Linked DNA regions of Sus scrofa: region 1 is linked to region 2. The links are chromatin contacts, called in public HiChIP or PLAC-seq maps. All regions are on one chromosome and are shown on one strand. Each heading gives the region's core, a stretch centred on a gene start, on an enhancer-like site or on the middle of the called end of the contact. The rest is flanking DNA. Distances are from core to core; before and after follow the strand shown.

The links. HiChIP or PLAC-seq counts read pairs in DNA pulled down with a chosen protein or histone mark.
Region 1: a contact with region 2 is called in an H3K27ac HiChIP or PLAC-seq map of alveolar macrophages, with 13 times the contacts expected there. The contact joins two enhancer-like sites. A contact is called at or near these places in 1 of 47 Hi-C or Micro-C datasets (embryonic fibroblasts) and 1 of 2 datasets of contacts at active chromatin or transcription factors (alveolar macrophages).

Annotation. Positions count from the first base shown.
Region 1 is chr9:86,650,623-86,654,090 of Sscrofa11.1, reverse strand. All of the region lies in intron 4 of LOC110255481 (a long non-coding RNA gene), which reads left to right. Among named protein-coding and RNA genes, the nearest start is that of AHR, 140 kb to the right of the region's middle. Within about 2 kb of position 1,725, at least 10 of the 83 cell types and tissues checked have an H3K27ac peak or open chromatin away from gene starts, as enhancers often do. A contact at or near this core is called in alveolar macrophages, where this site is marked.
Region 2 is chr9:86,217,747-86,220,848 of Sscrofa11.1, reverse strand. No RefSeq gene overlaps it. Among named protein-coding and RNA genes, the nearest start is that of AGR2, 170 kb to the right of the region's middle. Within about 2 kb of position 1,643, at least 9 of the 83 cell types and tissues checked have an H3K27ac peak or open chromatin away from gene starts, as enhancers often do. A contact at or near this core is called in alveolar macrophages, where this site is marked.

The DNA.
Region 1 (3,468 bases), core at 476-2,975, 430 kb before region 2:
CATTTATTTTATTCATTTCTTTCAATGTCTGGATTTCTTTCTGATCCCTGCACATGTATTTTTTTTTTACAAGTAGTTGTCTGAGCAGTGATATGAAGAACCACTTTGTTTTCACACATTTTTCCAAATTTTACAGAAATGTTATTTAAAATGCAAAGTGTTTCTTTAGTTCTCTCATAAAATTTTAATCAGTCAATGTATTCTGATAGTTGGACAGATTCACTTGGAAAGAGATAGGTACCTATCTTTACCATTTTATAGTTTTAGCAATGAAAGGATACAATGTTATGGCTTTATGATAACTGCATTTAAATGAAATTAAATGATTGGCCCAAGTTTACAGCTAGTGAGTGGCAAAACTAAAACTAGAATCCAGATCTCCTAACTCTAGCCAATACTTTTCCTTTGAAACCATCTCACCTTCCCTAAGAGTTAATTATTTATATTTTCAAAGTAGTATTTGCATCTTGCACCTGTAATGATTTGCAAGTATATTCCATTCATTTAATTGCAACATAAACCCAAGCTTTAAAAGAGGTATAAATACACATAAGGGATAAACATGATTCATAGGTCAAATGGATTTCAACCATGTTTAGTAAAGTATTAAATGTTGGAAGATACACTCAGTTTAAAAACGAAATGGTGCTCACTAAGGGGAAAAGTTATTTTTTGAAGGATGGAGGATTCAAGGTGAAAATAATTATCTCATCTGAAGATGTATATGTTGCCATTCTTCTCTTGGGACTGTAATGAGACCTTCTGATTAGGCCTTATGAAGACTCCTTAATTCTAAAAAATATTTTTCTTTTTCTTTTCTTTGTTTTTTTCAGGGCCGCACCTGTGGTATATGGAGGTCCCCAGGCTAGGGATCTAATCAGAGCTTTAGCCATTGGCCTAAGCCACAGTCACTGCAACGCCAGATCTGAGCTGTGTCTGCGATCTATGCCACAGCTTATAGCAATGCCAGATCCTTAACCCACTGGGCAAGGCCAGGGATTGGACCCGAAACCTCATGGTTCCTAGTCAGATTTGTTTCTGCTGTGTCACAATGGGAACTCCTAAAAAATCTTTTTCTTAAAAAGAAAAAAAAAAATTTTGGTGAAGGGTGACATGTGTTCCTGTAGAAGTGTGATATACATTATGTTTCATTGAAGGAGTTTTCAGTCATGAAAAGGAAAAAAAAAAAAAAGCAAAACTAGGTAAATGCTAGACTAGGGGGAAGTAATAAAACAACAAAGTCCTACTGCTGAATAAATTAATCAATACCTGTTACTGCTTTTCCCTTTCCAGTCTAAACCCATAAGTAAACTTTGGAAAGTCTGTAGAAAATTTGTTTCTACTTATTTCCATTCTACTATCATGAACTGGAAATACATAAAGAAAAGTAGATCCTGGATAATTTCAAGCCAAATTCCTAGAGGAAAAAAAAAAGAGAAATCGCTACCTATTTGTAGCTGCTTGAATGTTGGATTTTTGTGATAAAATAAATTCTTATTATTTCACCATTACTGCCTTCCTGGAGATTATCATTTCTAGTAACCCTTGTTAGTAATTTTTTTCATTTAATATGCTTTAGTGGGATGATAAATTATATGTCATTTTCATAAATGAAAAATTAACTAACTAGCCACACAAAGAAATCACTGGGTCAAGGATGGGGCTAGTCTAACAGGTTTGAAAAAGAGCCTGGAAAAAGAGGCAGGTGCTGAATCGGTGGAATGTGAGAAGTTGGTCCTGAGGGAGGATACAAGCCTGAGAGAAAGAGGGCTGACTCACCAGGAAGTTTAATGAGCTCAAAAGGTCAACTTTCTCTTACAGATAAAGGGAAACTCACAAGTCATAGTCCTGATATGATGAAAGCAAAGGCTGGACACTTTGGCAAAAACATAACATGCCCAGAGTACACCTTTTCTAGAAAAGTCTTTGTGTAAGATTTACATTTGGAAAAAACATTTTTAAAATGGGATACCTATTGGGATAGAAAGCATTTCCAGACAAGTTAAAGGTTACCTTTCATATCTTTAGGAGTAAAGAAAGAAATGTTTTATGAGTTTTTCTATTTGGAAATGATGACGTAAAATTAATTTTAGCAGCAAAATATCATTGCTACCATTTAAATTTAGAAAGAGCTTTGCCAGTGTCACTATCACAGGCTTAATAACCTCTCAGATTGGGACTGAAATGCTGAAGGAAAAGGCAAGAGCTAAATGTGAAAATGTTCAGGAGGAAGTGGGAAGTCATTAAAATTCATTGATTCAAGCAGCCCATTAAAACATTTTCCAGCCTGCTTATTGAAGCAGTGGAAAAATTGGGAACTCACATTTCCTACTCTCAGATGTGGAAAGTTTAAATTATAAGAAGATGGAAAGCAAGGAAATGGCAAAAGGAAGGAAAACCATGATTCAGTTATGGCTAATTTGAATTTATTGGTATTTTTCAATTTAAAAAAGGCAGAGACCAAAATTAATCCTTTTAATGAAAGAATGGGGCTGAGATAAAACTGCAATTAATTTATACACCAAAAGAGGAGGAAAAGGGACTTTAAGTGAAGCTCATAAAAATGAAGAGAAACACTCACTCTCCAGACTGAACTTCATTTATTTATTCCTTATTACAATACATATGGAGTAGGCTTTCTACCAAATGCATGTTCCCAGAAGGGGGCATGAAAAAGTCAGGTAGTGGTTCTGAATATGCCAATATCAAATGATGTGGAAACCCTCTCTTAGGCATTGGAATTACTACCATTTATTGCTTCCCATGTTCTAGGCACTAGGCGAGACAATTTGGGTTATATTTCATTAAATTCCTCTTAACAGCTCTGTAAAGTAGGCATCCTAACAGTTACAGTAGGTGAGAAAATTAAGGATGAGAGAGGGTGAGAGTTCATCTAAGGTCATATGGCTGGTGAACAGAATAGCCAAGGTCTGAGAATAAGTCTCTAAGGATAAGTCTCTCTGATACAGAGTTTACACTCTTTCTACCATGCCATCCTTGGTACCCTCTAATCTTACCCTTGAAGGTATGAGTAGTTTGGCAAGGGAGAGAAAGACTTCTGAGGACATGGAAACCAAAAGCAGTACTTTCTTGGGAGGAAGACTAAAGAAGAGAATTTAAGATATCAACATGGACACCTGAGCAAGTGCCTGATGCCAGCACTGAGCAGAGTGCTTGGCGTAGCATAGGGGCTCATTGTATGGTGATACTGAAGGAGGACAGGGAGGAGCCAGAAGGAGGCAGGCTTAGAATGGATGGATTAAACAGTTGGCCAAGTAGAAAGATTTTTCTCTTTCTTTGGATGAAGTTCATAGGGGTCTGTGTGGAGTCATCATTTCAAAGAAATGGAATGAAGCACACATAATTGAGGTCGTGCCAGAGCTAGGCTTCCTGAAGCACTGGCAAAGGAACATCCTTTCAAATCTGAGGGTTAGAGGCATGGTCTCCCCTCCATTCCCAGTAGAGTGC
Region 2 (3,102 bases), core at 394-2,893:
TGCTAATGATTATGTATCCCAAAGGTGACTCCACCATATGCCCCAGAGATGCAGCTATAAAATAGAGAGCGAGAGAGACCTCATCAAACAGGGTATATAAGTTCCTCCTGAAAATTAGATTTTATTTATGAGAAGTCCAATTCAAAACTAGAATTATTCATCAAAGTGATCAATCTGTGGCTAATTAATTTGAGACACCTGTATACCATTAAGGAAACTTGCCAATTCCCATTTGACATCCATCTGGACAATGACCTCCCCTATCGCTGAATATGGTAAACCAGCTCCTCAGCATAAAAGATAAGTATTTGGAATCATGAGCAATTTTTAATGGCGAGAATAATAAAGAAGTTTTTCTAACTTAAGATCGATGGGGCTGTCTCCAGCCAAGATGAAGTAACAGGAAATAGATTTATCTCCCCCATAAAGCAACTGAAAAAAAAATCAACAAAATATATGAAACAGTGATTTCCAGACATTGGTCATCAGAGAGCACTCTTGTGATTGCCCAGCTTCCTACCTGGAGGGAGTTTATAGGCCAGAGCTCAGGGAGCTGGAACTCAAGTGAGTCTGAGAGAGTCCCTGACCTGAAGAAATGGAATTAGGAGTGAGGCCAGGAATCCACAGGCAATTCCCAAAGAAGACAGCTGTACAGAGAGACAGGGAGGGAGCTCAAGAGAACTGCAGAGAGGCCCTTCTGAGTCTTCAGCTGAATTCTGACCAGCACATGACTGAGAAGAAACTACCAGAGTCTGGGGGGAAAATAACACCTTCAGGAACCATTATTGGAGCTCATATAGGACATGAATAGATTGTGTTCCCCTAAAAGCAGAAAAACTTGGTAACTCATGGGACATCAGATTAAACATTCAGAAGGCTATCACCTCAATAGGAGAGGAAAATTCTTCCTATACTAAAGGCTGTTCTAAAACAAAAATAGACTCAGAGTCATAGAAAACAGTTACCAAGACAAAGCTACAGTTGCCAAAGGGGAAAGGGGAGGTAGGGGTAAATTAGGAGGTTGGGATTAACATATACACACTAGGATATATAAACTAGATAACCAACAGAGACCTATTGTATAGCACAGGGGACTGTGCTCAATACAGTGTAATAATCTATAAGGAGAAGGAATCTGAAAAATACATACCCACATATATACATACATCATTGAATCACTTCACAGTACATATGAAACTAACGTTATAAATCAAGTATACTTCAATAAAAATTAATAAAGTCTATTTTAAGTCCACCTAACAGAACTTAAAATCTACATGGTTGAAATAATTTATTTCCCACTCGGGGAGGGGATGGTTTTCTTTCCATCTAGCCCCTCAATAAATGTTCATTAAGTGACTATAATGTTGAATAGAGATTTTGAATTTGTTAAGATCATCACATCTGACTCCCCAGCTACACAGATGCAAAGGGAAGACACAGGTGAGATAATCACAGAAGTGAAACAAGGCATATCTTTCAATTTGTACTTTCTCCTCTACCTGGCTTGTTTTCCATTTAGCAGCAGATGAATCCAACACTGAATACAGAAATAAAATCTAATGTTCACATAAGCTCAATAAGTGTTGTGGGAACTTGTGATGGCAACACTGGAGACTGTTTACTTCCTCATTCTGAAGACAATGCACTGATTGTTCAGCTGCATTACTGCATCGCCGTTATGCAACTATCCACATAATACCATTCAGGCATCGCACCTCCCAGAAATCATGCTGTTGATCTTTCCACCCATGATATTCACTCCCAGATCAATTTCACTGCTCATTAAACCATGAATTTGATAAATGTAGTACTGTTATTATTGGAATTGCAAGTGGGTCTTCCAAGTTTGGTCTCATACATTTTGCTGAAAAGAGATTTTAATTTTTTGAAAGGGAGTCATTCATGGTCTTTCTTAGAAAATTAAAAGAAAAAAAAAAAAGGAGTTCCTGTCATCGCTCAGCAGAAACAAATCTGACTAGCATCCAAGAGGATGTAGGTTTGATCCCTGGCCTCTCTCAGTGGGTTGAGGATTTGGCACTGCCATGAGCTGTGGTGTAGGTTGCAGGCATGGTTCAGATCCTGCATTGCTGTGGCTGAGATGTAGTATGGCAGCTACAGCTCCGATTCGACCCCTAGCCTGGGAAGCTCCATGTGCCATGGATGCAGCCCTAAAAGACAAAACAAAACAAAACAAAACAAAACAAAAACAAAGTTGTGACTTCCCACAGGATTTCCCAGCTGTTGTGATAAAAAAAAAAAAAAAAAAAAAAAAAAACTCAGGTTCCTCAGAAGAGCCCTGATGACATGAAGCCATCCCAAACAAGCATGTGAGGGTACAAGGTCTTGTGACAACATGGCTGGTATCCTATGATTTTTGAACTCAGCTGCAATGGCCAGAGAGTGTCTGCTGACTTCTCTGTTGGTAGATTCTATTTTGAGGGATTGCCTGTAAGATTCTAGGATCCGCCTGGATAACATCTGAGTCCAGATGCTCCTCTTCCAGCCCTCTCAATACTGGTAATTGTTTACCCCACTCTGAGGATCTGCACAAGATGAGAACAAGCCTTGGGATGGAATCAAATTCTTCTTTGTTGATGTATATTCATCTAATGAAATACCTATTACCATTGATCTGTGTGGATTTAGCCATAGACCAGAGAAAGTCATAAAGTCTAAGGATAACTCATGTAGGGGGTAAAAAATCCCAGATAACATGCCTTTCTGGCTTTAATTCATTTCAGCCCTTACTGAGTGTCTACAACTTTTGGGGGCAACTATGAGAGGGAAGAACAAATCAGAATCTGCTCAGTCCAATCCAGTATGGTCCAAAACATTACACTCTCTTAAGCCCTTATCAATCACATTGGAAAGATCTGTCTTCCTTTTCCTATATGATGCAATTAGCATTCTCTTTTGCAAAAGGAGAGGCTCATATTAATCCATGTCTAGTTGTTCATTCCAAGGGCACAAGGTAAATGCAAAATGTAAGGATAATTAATCACAACCCAGAGTTTAAAATAAATTGCCAACTTGAATTGAATTTCTTCCATAGATTTCTTAAGATGTACTTTTTAAAAATATTCTGGCAATTCTTTAGAG